Regions from separate parts of the Mus musculus genome. Here regions 2 and 3 are each linked to region 1. Evidence: chromatin contacts called from public Hi-C and promoter capture Hi-C data. All regions are on one chromosome and are shown on one strand. The core of a region is the stretch at or near the end of the contact, and the rest is flanking DNA. Distances in the headings are between cores, read along the strand shown. Region 1 holds the start of Foxo1 (forkhead box O1). Region 2 overlaps Setd7 (SET domain containing (lysine methyltransferase) 7). Region 3 has its middle 65 kb from the start of Gm20750.

Region 1 (4,577 bases), core at 707-3,206:
ACAGCAGCCTCTCGGCTTTCAATTAAATGCATACCTCCCCAAGCCAGCCCAACTGTGGAAGCCTTTCTCTGAGTGCAAAAAGTGTGGCCTCCCAGCCTGGAGGCACTGGCCCTTTAAAGGTTCTAGCTTCCTGTACACCCGGTCCCTCCCTCCTCGCCTGCTCCCGCCCCGGCCAAGGGTCACACTTGAACTTTAGATTGCCCAGAGCCTAAAAGCCTTGGCCACCCACTTGCGCGCGTCCGAAACCGTACCCAGTGAGTGGGAACGCTCGACCACCTGCTCAGTGCCCAGGCCACTTTGGTTAAAACCAAATTTGCCCCGGCCTCCGCAACTTTCTGCAACCGCTGGCCCGCACACGGCTCAGCCAGCTGCGCGTTTGGCTATCCCAAAAGCTGCGGGAGCCCCGCGCCTGCGTGCGCGCGCGTGGGGGTGGGGGATGTCTCCAGTGCGCCCCGCACCTCCGCGGTCGGGTCCCGGGGAAACCTTGGCGGCCGAGGGTCGGGAGAGTGGGTGCGCGTGTGGGTGGAGGAGTCGCCCGACCCCCTCGCAGGAGGTCTGGAGTGTCAAATGGAGAGGGACCTTGGAAGCGAACCCCTCGCTCCAACAACTAAGCTAACTTTCACGCCTGCTCTGCCATTTCACTTAAGTTCCCAAACGAGCCCTGCCCGGGTCTCTCTAGAAGTCCCTCGCCTGCACCTGGTCCAAATTTGGCTCTGGGTCTCCGGGAAGCCCCCGCCACACCTGCCATTTCTCGCCCCGCTCTCTCCGTGCGCCCATCATTTCCGGGCCCCGAACACCCACACTGCCGACCCTCCGCCGGCCCCAACACATCCCCACCCCACCCCCCAGGGCCGCCCAGAGGCCGTTCACCTTCCAGCCCGCCGAGCTGTTGCTGTCGCCCTTATCCTTGAAGTAGGGCACGCTCTTCACCATCCACTCGTAGATCTGCGACAGGGTGAGCCTCTTCTCGGCTGAGCTCTCGATGGCCTTGGTGATGAGGTCGGCGTACGACAGGTTGCCCCACGCGTTGCGGCGCGACGAGCTGGTCTTGCGCGGCTGTCCCGCGAGTGGCCCCGCGGCGGCGGCAGCGGAGGGAGGCACGGGTGGGGGCTGCGACAGCGGCCCGGTCGGTGGGGGCTGTGGCGGCGCTGGGTGCACGCAGCCCGCCTCGGGGCCCTGGAAGTCCCCGCACAGGCCCCTGCTGGCCGCAGCCGCCGCCGCCACGGCCACGCAGCCTGGCGCCCGCGCGAAGTCCTCACTCTCCTCCAGCAGGCTCAGGTTGCTCATAAAGTCGGTGCTGACAGCGGACGCCGAGGCCAGGCTCGCCGCGGCGTCGGGGTTGGCGGCCGCGCCGCCCGACGGCGCCGGACTGGAGGTGGTCGAGTTGGACTGGTTAAACTCCGGCCTGGGCAGCGGCCAGGTACAGGAGCGCTGCCGGGGCAGCGGCTCGAAGTCCGGGTCGGTCTCCACCACCTGGGGCGCTTCGGCCATGGTGCCCCCGCCCCTCCCCCACCAGCAGAGAAGTACCGGGAGACGCGGCCACCGGGGGCGCGGAGCGGGCGACCCGAGTGTCGCTCCGAGATTGGGGGGCCGCGGACGGCGGACGCACGCCGGAGTCAGGCGCGGCGGGGCGCAGCGGACGGACGCGCCCAGAACTTAACTTCGCTGGGTCACCGGTGTCTAAGGAGCCTCCGAGTTCGTGCCTAGGACGGGGCACCGACCAGGCCGCGGAGCCCGGCAGCTCGGGCACCGCGCTCCCGCTGACAAGGGCCGCGGACGCCAAGGCAGACGGGCGGACGCTGCGGGCCGCTCTAGCTCTCCGCGGCCGCGCGACAGCGGCGCTGCTGCCTGTTGAATGTGGCGGCGGCGGGGACTGAAGCGACTCCGCAGACTCCCGTCTTACGGGATCTGCAGCGGGCTCCCCGCCCGCGGCGGCGCGCGCGCCGCCCCGCCCCTGACTGACAGGCTGCGCGGCCAATGGACGCGCGAAGTCTCCGCCGAAGCAGCCAATGAACGCGGGCCTGGGCGGGCGCTGCCTTCCCTCGGGAGGCGGCAGTAGGTTGGTGGGGGGCGGTGGGGTATTTTTCTTTCTCACACACTTTTTTTTTTTTTTCCAATCTCCGTTATTATTTTCTGTAATTCTCAAGTGTTTCTGAGTCTCTGGCGTCTCAGCGATCGGATTGCTAGGAGGCAAACCGGCGTGGAGGCGGCTACCATACTTTTGTTTACTACAGAGTGCAATCGAGTACTCCAGGCAGAGCCCAGACCCTGACTCCCGGGATGGCGCGGGGCCGCTGCGCGCTCCCGGACGCGACGTGGGCGGTGGGGCGCCTCGTGGATTCCACTCAAGCCCGCTCCGCCCACGCGTCTTCGCGCAGCTCTCGGGAAGTCGGTGGGGTTTGTTTTGGAGGAATGTTTTCTTAAGCTGGCATCTGCCCTGGCCGCCCCAGGCGCGCAGATCCTTCGGTGAAGACCCGTCGCTCTGCGGCTCCGGAGTAACCGCTTCCCACCCTACCTGTGCACACCTGCAAGACGAGCCTCTGCGGCTCGGTCCAGCCCCCAGCCTCCACTCATCCTGAACCCCAGAGAGGTGCGGCGCGGGGAGAACACTGTTGCACAAGCACCTAGCTCCAGTAGCGCCTCAGATCCGACGTCTTCTATGGGAACCGCTTTTCTGCCACGGGAATCTCACTTTTTCCTGAGGACCGGTGTGGTGGCTAAAGAGTCAGAGGAGCGCTTAGAGACAACTTTGTCACTTTATTACCCCTAATTAAGTTTAACTGCTTGCTTATTTCTTTTTTATTTAGCATGGAAGCGATGAGGTGTTGAAGTCGCAAAAGGAGATAAGCCCCAAGTGTTGGGGCACAGCTCCGCCCCTCAGTTCTTTAAACTCACAGAGTGAGCTCCCAGACCCGCGTATCTAACACACGTCCGGCGGAGCCAAAGGTAGAAAGACAGTGGTTCTTTTTGCCTTACAGAATAGAAGAAAATGTTCCCTCGCTTGATCCTCTGATTTGCTTTCTTTTTTAAAAAAAAAGAAATATGGGTGGCATTTTCTTTTATTGGCTAGGATGCTTTAGAATTGAAGATGCATATTAGGGCTTTAAATATGTCCAAAAACGCAGCTCCAAATGTCTTGTTGCGGTTGTACTTCGCTCTTCTTTCTTACGTGGAGTTTTTCTATGTAAAATGAGACTCCAAAAGAAAACCAGCCTTCTTACTCCTTCCACTTTGTCTCTAACGTCTCGCTAATCCAGGCCCCTATTCCCCTATTCATAATCCCTTTTTCTGAAACGGCTGCCTACTGATAAAAGTTTTGAGTGGCGATCCTGAACCAGAGGTGCCGAGGACAGTTTGGTTAACTGTCTCTTCACCTTGACTACAAAATTTGGCTTTGACAACCGCTGGGAGACTCGAGTAAATGGATGAGCCTAAGCAGGACCACAAAGAACAACCCTCTGGTGCTCCTTTGTAATCACACTCTGCCGAGGTGGGCCCACAGTCAGACAGCCGCACCCTACAAATAGGCGGAGCACTAGAGGACCATTCTTGGCGATGAAATCCAGCTGTGAATTTGGCCTTCGCCTCATTTCTGTTTCGGTTTCTCAGGGACTGTTGCGATGAGAGCATTTGGTTAAAGGAGTTTTCCTAAAGCTTTCCCCAGATCTTCAAATTCTCTAAGGCCACTGTCCCCAACTGTTTCTATAAGTGTCATAGTATAGGCTAGTGATACAGCCAAGGCTTAACAAGAGTGGGACCCTAAGCTCAATGCTAAGACCAAAAAAGAAAAGAGTCAGAGAATCTGCACAATCAATGCCCCCAATACAAAGGTTTGTATAACAGATGCACCTTAAACGGTTCATAGAGGTGATTATTCGTGGTGTGTGAAGTCAGTTTACTGAAGCGTGGGACGTCACTGAGCATCTTACTGGTTCCCTGCCTTTGCCTGGTACAAACTATTCTGTAAAGAACGACCATTCACACCCTTAACAAGTATGGAGACATGTGCAAAAATCGGAGTCTCTGGGAAAGCAGGCACGAAGTGCTTTGGGAATTTTGAAAGATACAGCCTTTGATAGAAGTTATGTCAGGTTAAACATTCTTTTCTGATAGCCCTATAAAAATGTTAAGGTTGGAAGTAAATGTGGAGGGTCTCTTTGGCCTCCTTTAATTGCTAGATAGTAAAACATGACACTTCTTGCTTCCCATCAATATTATCAATGCAGAAAGTATAAGCATCCTATAATACCAGTGTATCTATCAGTAGATGTCGTAGATGGTATGTCTTCTTCCTGCTAACCATGCATCGTGGTAATTCTAGTCATGTGAAGTCCACCAAGATGAGTGAAGTCTTCACTTACAAGATTAAGAAAACCGGACTAGGGACTTTGTCAGATGGTATCGTGTCTGCTGAGCATACACCGTGCCCTGGCTTCTAGCATAAACAGGAAAGATAGCCCTTCAGATGTGGAGGCAGGAAGATCAGGAGTTTAGGGTGCATTCCAAACTAGCCTGGGCTACAGGAGGTCCTACCCCCACCCCTACCCCCCAAAAAAAGAGAAAGAGAAAAGGAGGAT
Region 2 (4,577 bases), core at 1,177-3,676, 740 kb after region 1:
GTGGTGCGCTTTGACTCTATTCATCTTGCAGCTCTAGAGTTCAGACTTTGGGGCTGGTAAATGGCAGCTAAGTGTTCTCAAGTGGGGCTGCAGCCCTAGCCGCGATACACATTTAAAACTACCCATGAGGCAGAGCTGTAAGTCACCTGGTTTGATTCTCAAATTCCAGCAACTACTGAGTCATGGTCTGGGTCACGTTGTCCTTGAGAACGTGTGGTCCAGGTTAAAGATGGATCTTCCCACCTCTATAGATCCGGATTAACGGCGGTGCCTCCCACGGCAAATGATTTAATTAAGAAAACAGATCCCTCACAGGTGTGCGGAGCCACTTGGATTTTGGTTGGTTACAGATGTAGTAAAGTTTTACAACCAAGGAGGCCCATCACACTATCCCTTGTATTCCTCTGCCTGCTTCTCTGACAGGCTGTTTCCCAGGCTCCTGTGTATCTGGTGTCTGAGTTTGTTTAAGCCCAAGAGGCTGCTTACCACAGATGCATTGTGGGGCCTGGGGAGAACGTGATACCTAAATTCCTCTGGGCTCCCTGCTTAGCTTCGCGGCTCTCCTGCCTCCCGTGTAACCAAGTTGCCCACTTGAAAGTTCCACTTTTGACATCCTTAAGTGGTCTGATCCTAGGTTGTCGCTGGCTGATTTGGGTTTTCTAACTTAAGTTTGAGGTATTCATGTAGGTTAACGTTGTATTTTAAACAACAGGAAAGGGGTCTGGTAACCATGACAACTACTGAAGGCCTGACTGGTGGGATTGCTTGTGTGGTCTTGGTGCTAAAAACAATTTGCTTTGTAGGAGTTTACTACCCCGTTCCTGGTTCCAAATCTTGTTTCTTTGTGTATGAGCCCTGGGAATTTGCCAAGGTTGACAGAAAGCCAACGGCGATTGTAGGACCGTTGCATACCTATCTTCAGGAATCATCCCCAGGTGCTGAGCCACCAGACAGAAGCCAAATGACAGTTAATGTAGCATGGAGAGCAATGTTGTCCTTAATTCTGTGAGGCTGACTTCACTCTCAGTAAAGGAGTCATGTGCTGGGCTCTGCTATAGAGTTTAAAGACTGTCTGGGATGAAGAGACCCTCAGAGAAATTTAAAAACCATTACCCAGTTTGTTCTAATCAAAAAGTCTGAAAATTCTATTTAAAAAGTGTTTTTGTTTTGTTTTTGTTTTTGTTTTTCTTAAAATTTTAGGTACCCAAGCAGGTTTTTAAGGCACTTGAATAAAGGAAACTCAACAAATAGGAATCCCAAGAGTTAAGTCTGATGGTTGTCCATTAAGACTTAAACTAAACCAGGGCTGGTAAATGCAGGTCTGTAATCTCATCCACTCAAAAACTTGAGGATTATAAGGTCCAAGCCAGGCTGGACAACTTAGTAGGACCCTGTCTCCTACTAAGTGGGAGGGTGGGGGGAGGCAAGATTCAAAAACCTAATCAAAGAGTAAATGGGCAGAGGTCGACTTAGCTATTCTAGCTGTCGTGACCAGATTGGCACGTGTGATTGATTGGGCCCTCCCATGACGAGGAACACATCTGCGTGTGCTGCCGGGCGCTGCACCTGAACTCACGTGTGGATTTGCCTTTTAGGTTCCGTGTACCACTTTGATAAATCGACTTCCTCCTGCATCTCCAGCGATGCTCTCCTTCCAGACCCTTATGAGTCTGAGAGGTAACTCTTTCCTTGTGCCTTTCACTGCCCTGTGTGTGCCCTGGTGGTGGGCACGCTCGTTCTCCTGTGGCTCTCTGCTCAGGCTGGGCTCCTGCTCAACCCCAAGCCCCTCCATAATGAGCGCTTTTCCTTGGCACATCTTCCAAGTAAGGATTTGGGTATCCTGAGGAAGACCAGTTACATGCTTATAGCGAGCCTGACCGTAGGAAGTGTCTACACTAGCAATAGCCAGTTCATCTCGTCCTAGAACGAATTCTCTAGGAAAGGTGCTGGGTCAGTCCGTCAGTCCCTTTCAAATGTCCCCTTTCTCAGGACTCTGGGTGGATGGGGAAGCAAGCACGTACAAATTAGAGAACAACTTCTGAAACCAGTTCTTTCCTTCCACCATGTGGAAGGAGTCAGGCTTGAAAGCAGGCGCTTTCACCCACAGAGCCATGTTACAGGTCCTGTCAGGGCTCCCGCTAGCCTCCTCCTTTCTAGCCTGACCTGTACTTTCAGCACAACTTCTATTCTCTGCAGCCTGACCCTTGGACCATAAAGCAACTTCCTTATTCATAAGGGAAGACAGTGTAGAAAGACAACAAATAATGGCGATCATAAAAGCTCCCCGCCTAGTCAAGTCTGGCCATTTCACGCCTAACCTATGCAGTTGGCTGCCCTTCAGCTTCTCACTCTCCAGCAGCTGGTCTACTTCTGAGTAAGGACAGTCCCCAACCCCCAGCGCATAGGTTAGCTCTTGTTTACTTTCTGCTCCCAGCTGAGAAACAAGCCTTCTCCTGGTCTGCCTGACCGAGCTGATCCCGCAGTGCCACAGGCAGGGAGAAAAATGTCCTTTTTTGACAAGAGGTTCTGGCCCAGGGCCAGGGTGCAGACTGTTTTCTGTGTTAGCCCCAAAAGACTACAGGGCCAACTGTATCTATCAAGCGAGGCTGCTGTTGTGAAATTCTGCATAGCAATACTCTCAAACCGCTTAGCTGTTTACAGGGGCGAGCATTTTGTGTTCTACGCATGGTTCGGAGGGCTGGCTTTGGTTCAGCCATTTTTTATTTGGGCTTCACCAGGCTCAGCCGGACTAGGCTGGGCTCCAGGATTCAAGTCGGGTTCAGGTCTGTTTCACATCTCTTCATTCCAAGACTCTGGCTAAAGGAAAAACAACCCCCAGGGCATATTTTTTTCCTGGAGACAGTGGAAACTGGAAGAGACTGGCAGAAACTCATCACCTCTTAACACCTGAAGCCAAGCAGCAGGGCCTTCCCCTGTGTTCTAGCAGCAGGGCCTTCCCCTGTGTTCTAACAGCAGAGTCAGCAGGGTGGGGGATATACAACCCTCCTGCGCTGAAGGGAGTGTCATGAGGTCACCTGGCAAGAGGGCGAGATGTATCATTCTGTCACAGGAAAGGAGCAGAATTGGAAGCAATAATTCAGCTTTCTAGTCCATAAAAATAAGCCAAAATTACAGATGTCCAGCCTCTAGCAGAGCCATCCATCACAGCGCATGAAGAAATGAAAGCTTTGTTGGTGGAGCATAAGTTTCTATTACATCCACTCCACAACCGAGAGTGCTTTTCTTGTAAAGCTATTCGTAGGAACCTTTTTCACCCTGAGTAACAATGTGGAAGCTTGGGGGCCTTGTGTTGTCTGATGCACAGACTCATCTCTCCCTCTGAGCCCAGCAGCAGTCAGACACAGTCTTCAGCAAACTGGGGGAGGCAACTGTGTCTCAATAAAACTTTATCAACAAAAATGAGCAGCAGTCAGATTTGACCTGTAGCTAGCTGACCGCTGCTTTAACCCCTTTGTTGGATATAGCTGATTCGTTGTCACCTTTTGTGTAAACAGCCGTCTTGGCATTTAACTAAGAAATGGTCTTTCTCTGTTATCTGGCTTTGAAAAGCTGGGGAATGCTTTCTTGTCTGGTAAGACTAAAAATCACCATTAGCTGTAAATGTTATCTTCCTCTTCAAAAAGGTATATCAGGTATGGGTAGCTTTAGGGATCTATACTAATTACTCCTTGTTAAAGAAGACTTTAAAAAAATTGTGTGTATGAGTGTTTGCATGTGTATCTGTGCACCTTGTGGGTGCACTGTTCACAGGAGCCAGAGGAGGGCATCAGATCCTTGGCACTGTGGTTACAAATAGTTATGAGATGTCATATGGGTGCTGGGAACCAAACCCAGGTGGTCTGGAAGATCAGCCATCTCCCCAGCCCTAGGGAAGATTGTTTGAGGCCTGGGGATACGGCTCCGTTAACAGAATGTGTACCTGGTAGTCTCAAAACCCTAGGTTTGATCTCTGGCACTACAGAAAATTGGACACTTGAGGTGGAAGCAGAAAGACTAGAAGTTCATCATTATCTCAGGTGGTTGTCACTGGATTCCCTGGAAGCAGAGGGAAGGGATCTCTGTGAGTTCGAGGCCAGCCTGATCTATAGAGAGAGTTCCAGGACAGCCAGGGGTACACAGAGAGAACCTGTCTCAAAATAAAATAATAATTAAGAAGGAGTTCCTGTTGTCATTGGCTCAGGAGCAAGTCTGAGGCCGCCTGAGCCAGATACTTCATCTAAAGGAGCGGGGTAGAGTTCAGTTTGAATACAGCGCTTGCAGAGATAAGAGGTGTTTCTTCCATTCCTGTTGCTAACGTATTGCATTTTACTTTCTTGACCCTCCCCCCCTGCCTTTGTTGAATAATTGCAATAATTTGTAATGGAATTTTGGTGATTGACATGAAGTGACGGGTCACGCTGAAAAGCTCACGATCTGATTTTTATTATTATATCTATATTTAGGGTTTATGTTGCCGACTCTCTCATCTCCAGTGCTGGAGAAGGGCTGTTTTCCAAGGTAGCAGTTGGACCTAATACTGTTATGTCGTTTTATAATGGAGTCCGAATTACACACCA
Region 3 (4,577 bases), core at 787-3,286, 600 kb before region 1:
CTTTTTGTTTGTTAGTTTGTTTGATTGTTCTGAGACAGGGTTTTTCTGTATAGCCCTGGCTGTCCTGGAACTCACTTTGTAGACTAGGCTGGTCTCAAACTCAGAAATCTGCCTGCCTCTGCCTCCCAAGTGCTGGGATTAAAGGCGTGTGCCACCACAACTTGCCTAAATATCTTACTTTAAAATTTAAATAATATATAATATGTTAATGTGAAAAATATACATGATGTTTCCTTTTTTTTTTTTTTTACCCTATAGGTTCCTTGCATATATACATTATGTCCTTCAGTTTAGTTTTTTTATGGGATTCCTGAGTGTGTAAACAAACAGGTCTCTGTTTCCTATGCCTTCTCTTGGGCTCTTCTTTCTTTGCTTGTTTTTCCAAATCCAATGCTTTAGTTTTTCTTTTATCATATCATAGTCTATAATATCATAATCCCATAGAAGCCTGCTTGTTTTCTAGCAAGAGACCCAAAAGGGGTGGACCTGGATGAGAGGAAAAGTGAGGAAGAAGTGGGACGAGTGGCAGAAAGGAAAACAATCAGAAGATACACTGTGAGAGAAAAACATCTACTTCCAATATAAAAGGGAAATATATAAATATATATTTTATTATTTTGACAATTTCATACATGTATCCAATGTATTTTGATCATGTTCACCCTCAGTTCCTTCCCCAAGTCGTCACAGATCCTCACCTCTCACACTTTTGTTACATACACACACACACACACACACACACACACACACGTATCACAGATTCAACATTGTGCTGACTGTAGCTACTCATGTACTCATGGTGGGGAGGGGCCCCCGGAGCATGGTTGACCTACCCGGGGCCACACACCAAGAGCAAACTGCCTCTCCCTCCTCCTGAAGCCATCAGTTGTCAATCGCTGCTCAGCTATGGGTGAGGCTGGTGAATCTCTTTATCTCCACCCTTCGTAGGAACTGGCTTGATCTTGTGCAGATCTGTGTAGCCACTGTAGCTGCTACGATTGCATGAGTGCAGCAGATCCCACCATCTCCAGAAGGCATTGTTTTGCAGTCCGTCCCTTTCTGGCCAGCCCTCACAGTCTTTCCGCCACCTCTTCTGAGCTTGCCCCTGAGCATTGTGGGGTAGAGAGTGTGATGTAGATGCCCCGTTGTGGGTGATTTTGCCACACTTTGGACACAGTATGAAGCTGCCTTCTAGACTCCCATTCCTATGTACACAGATTGCTGCAGCTCTAAAACCTCAGCAGAGAAGTTTCTTTGTGTAGTGGATGGAGATTAACAAAGAAATTCACAATCGGTCAAAGAGCAGAGCATAAGCTTAGATATTCCTCAGTATTTCTTTATATTTATTAAATTGTATTTTCATTTCATGAAATGCCTACATTCATCTGGCCTTTGGAAAGCATTTGGGCTCTGTTTTGAGTATATATATATATATATATATATATATATATATATATATATATATACACACACACACTCTGTCTCTGTCTCTGTCTCTGTCTCTCTCTTTCCACCCTGGCTCTTTCCCAATCTACTTTCTGTATGCAAGCCAGAGAACTTCCAGTGAACATTTGATTCTATCTCTCTTCTTACAACAAGTGACTTCCCACGGCCCAAGGAGAAACTTGAAGCTCCTTCATGTGGCTTGTTCACAATTTGGTTTCTATTCTCTTCTCCAACCGTGTCCCCGTTTTAGTTCTCTGTGCTCTGTGCCAAACAGGAACTTCCTTCAGTTCCTTCATTTCGCCATTCTCTTGCCTCTAGGCATTGAACATGCAGTTCCCAGGGATGAGAGCTCTCCTTCCCAACGAGCTTGGTCTCACAAATGCTTACACATGCACTAGACCTTCCAGGAGACTAATCCTCTCCAGCAGTCTCAGTGGTAGCCCTGAAAATGAAATACCCACATGTCATTACCTATAGCCTATGAATGTCTCCTCTTTGGGGATAAAAGGTGCTCTGTGCCTGTGTGCGCGCGTTTGTATAACCACATGTGAGGACACTGTAAACCCTGCAAGTGGAGTTACAGGCACTAATGAGCCACTATGTAGGAGTTGAGAAGAGAACCCAGGTAACCTTCCAGAACTTTGTTTGTAACCACTGAGCCATCTCTTCAGCTTCTGGAGAGAAACTGGAAAGTGAAAGTACATAGAGAACACTCAATACCAGCCTCTGGCCTCCACACATGTGCTCACAGTAGCATACTGCACATACAAGTGACACACATGTATATCACACACAGACACACACAGAGACACACATATACATACACATATACACACACAGAGACACACACATACACACATAGACACACACACATACACACACACACACACTCCTTGTGGCTACATATTGGAATAACTTGTACAGTAAGCTGTGAGGGCTGGGAAGGCAGGTTGTGTTTTCTGCAATGGCTAAATCACCAATTCCAGGCCCAAGGCATGTCGCTTGTTCTCGTGTTTTATATTAGCAATAAATAATAATAGTCCTCTTGGCTGAGTGAGTGCATAGTCAGTGCTTCATTCTAGGCACTAACCAAATGCATAGATTTGAACAAAAGGGTGTATAAACTGTCCATCTCATAAGAAACAGCTTGAAGAAGGAACACATGTGAGAAGACATATTTAAAGAAAAAATAACCAACCCTCCCCCCAACCCAAACCCAATACAACCTTTCCCTCTTATCAAGACATTTGCTGACATTAAAAAAACAAAAACAAACAAGAAAACAAAAACCACTGCACCTTGTTTATTTAAGGTTGCAGAAAAAAGCACGCTATGGTTCTTAAACTAGAAAATGATGTGCTGTAGCAAGAGATGACGAGAGCTATAGTTTCCTTTTACAAGTGAAACTCAGAAACGCACGAGCAGGTGCGTATTGTTATTGACTAGCAATGAGATGCAAGCAGTAGTGGGGAGGGATAACAAGTGTATCATACAGGGTTTAAGTCTTGATAAATATATGGTGTTTCTATGTGTAAAGACACTAAAGATTCCTTCTGACTGAGATATATGCATGGTAATTACAGTGCATGATTATTATCTCTGGTCACTCTACTGTGTAAACTCACCCCAGCAGACCAGGACCGGTGTTGCATGCCCGTAGTCCCAGCACTGGGGAGGAAGTGGCAGAGGGTAATGAGTTAGAGACCAGTTTGGGGTATGTGGGCAGATCTTGTCTTCTGGAGCCAAGGAGCCATGAGATGAGGGAGGGGGCAGGCCCAGAGCAAGAGTAGAATTGCACCTCCCCTCCCCTGGGCCTAGGTGTCCCTGCACAGGTAGCCCCGTGCCCCCACCTTTGCCTACCGGAGGAAGTCACATAGCCTGGTGACCACATTAAACTTCTCTTATATAATCATGTGCAGCAGCACCTGGGGTTCCTCGTTATGCAAATGAGGCATCCCAGCACACTGGTCCAGGCCAGTGATGTACAGTCACTCTGATAGCCCCTACTTACCCCAAAGGCTTGGATAGCCTTTGTTACCCCATTAAAATGAGCTGTCTCACTGAAGCTGTGTCCGGAGAGTGGAGAGTCTGTTCTTGACATACTCACCTTGCCTCCCGAGGTCACTTAGCTCCCCGCCACCGGGCCTCGCTTCCCCTCCCAGAATTCACCAGTGTGACAGCAAAGGATCAGGCCACGAAGGGCAGGAGGGGGAAGCAGAGTTTGAACAGCACTGTCTAAAAACAAAAGGTACATCCGACTGTCGCCTCTGTGACTTCGTGTCCATCGATCAACGATGCAGTCTCCCTGCCGCCACCACTCCACTCTCAACTTCTTTCAGGATTTAAAAACTCTGCCTATAAGAAGAGCATGTGGTGTCTAACTAAGTTCCTCGAGCTGACCATGAGTTTGTAACCTCCCTGAGTTAGCCTCTTAGTGGTTGGGGGGGGTGGGTGTGAGCCTACACCACCAAGCCCAGTTAGGTGAGCTGTGCCATGTAGCTGATCGCTGACTGGAGCCAAGAAACCTTCCTTTCCCCAAAACTGTCCACAAGACCATCTGTTTTGAAACATTCCCCAGAGGTTGTGAGTGCTTTATATCCTTTTTTTCTCGGAATCAGTTGTTGGTGACATGCTTAATATGAAATGACAGGCTGGTAGGGACGTCACTGTTGAGCACTGACCTGATTTCTCTGGGTTCTCCGTGCGAGTGGTGGGTGTATTGATCTGTCTCCCCTCTGCAGACCAGTTGCAGACAATCTGGGTTGGCGCTGAAATGACTGAGGAGGAGTAGGTGAGACTCTCTAGGGAGTAAGGGGTTAAAGGGCAGGAGATGCAGAAAGAAAAAGGATGGAGAAAGGAGTAAGAGAAAACTGACAGGCGGGGGTGGAGAGGCAAGACCGGTCCCCCGGCACGGAGCTGGGATGACTGGACAACATTTTAAGCACACACACAGACACACGCACACTGTATAATGTTCTAGGCTTTCCTGTGTGAGAAATCATCACAAAACATATTGAGATCGTTTATTTCCCTGCTCAGTTATCAATCCAGCCATCGATCCCCCCCATCTATCCATGAGATGAGCAGTTATTGAGTTGCCTATTGTGTTCAAGGCAGCAAAGTCAGTAATA

What was found. Promoter capture Hi-C pulls out the DNA fragments that hold promoters and counts their contacts. Hi-C and Micro-C count contacts between places; a contact is called where the count stands out from the background.
Region 2: a contact with region 1 is called in a promoter capture Hi-C map of hippocampal neurons, with 5 times the contacts expected there. The contact joins the enhancer-like site here to the promoter of Foxo1 in region 1. A contact is called at or near these places in 3 of 39 promoter capture datasets (hippocampal neurons and liver), 1 of 484 Hi-C or Micro-C datasets (bone marrow-derived macrophages) and 5 of 115 datasets of contacts at active chromatin or transcription factors (embryonic basal ganglia, embryonic stem cells, neural tube and 2 more).
Region 3: a contact with region 1 is called in a Hi-C map of bone marrow-derived macrophages, with 19 read pairs. The contact joins the enhancer-like site here to the promoter of Foxo1 in region 1. A contact is called at or near these places in 16 of 39 promoter capture datasets (the 3T3-L1 cell line, 3T3-L1-derived adipocytes, the C10 cell line and 12 more), 2 of 15 datasets of contacts at CTCF or cohesin (the NIH/3T3 cell line and large pre-B cells), 17 of 484 Hi-C or Micro-C datasets (B cells, B-cell progenitors, the C2C12 cell line and 12 more), 31 of 115 datasets of contacts at active chromatin or transcription factors (the 230-238 cell line, CD8 T cells, DN3 thymocytes and 22 more) and 1 of 9 other capture datasets (liver).

The regions. Positions count from the first base shown.
Region 1 is chr3:52,265,716-52,270,292 of GRCm38.p6, reverse strand. Foxo1 (forkhead box O1) reads right to left here and starts at 1,956. Exons shown (of 3, transcript NM_019739.3): 1 at 871-1,956. The coding sequence starts at 1,491.
Region 2 is chr3:51,530,075-51,534,651 of GRCm38.p6, reverse strand. Setd7 (SET domain containing (lysine methyltransferase) 7) reads left to right here. Exons shown (of 8, transcript NM_080793.5): 5 at 1,596-1,677; 6 at 4,464-4,577. Among named protein-coding and RNA genes, the nearest start is that of Gm36008, 21 kb to the right of the region's middle. Within about 2 kb of position 2,426, at least 94 of the 459 cell types and tissues checked have an H3K27ac peak or open chromatin away from gene starts, as enhancers often do. A contact at or near this core is called in hippocampal neurons, liver and stem cell-derived neural progenitor cells, where this site is marked.
Region 3 is chr3:52,860,815-52,865,391 of GRCm38.p6, reverse strand. No RefSeq gene overlaps it. Among named protein-coding and RNA genes, the nearest start is that of Gm20750, 65 kb to the left of the region's middle. Within about 2 kb of position 2,036, at least 24 of the 459 cell types and tissues checked have an H3K27ac peak or open chromatin away from gene starts, as enhancers often do. A contact at or near this core is called in CD8 T cells, the HPC-7 cell line, acute myeloid leukemia and 3 more, where this site is marked.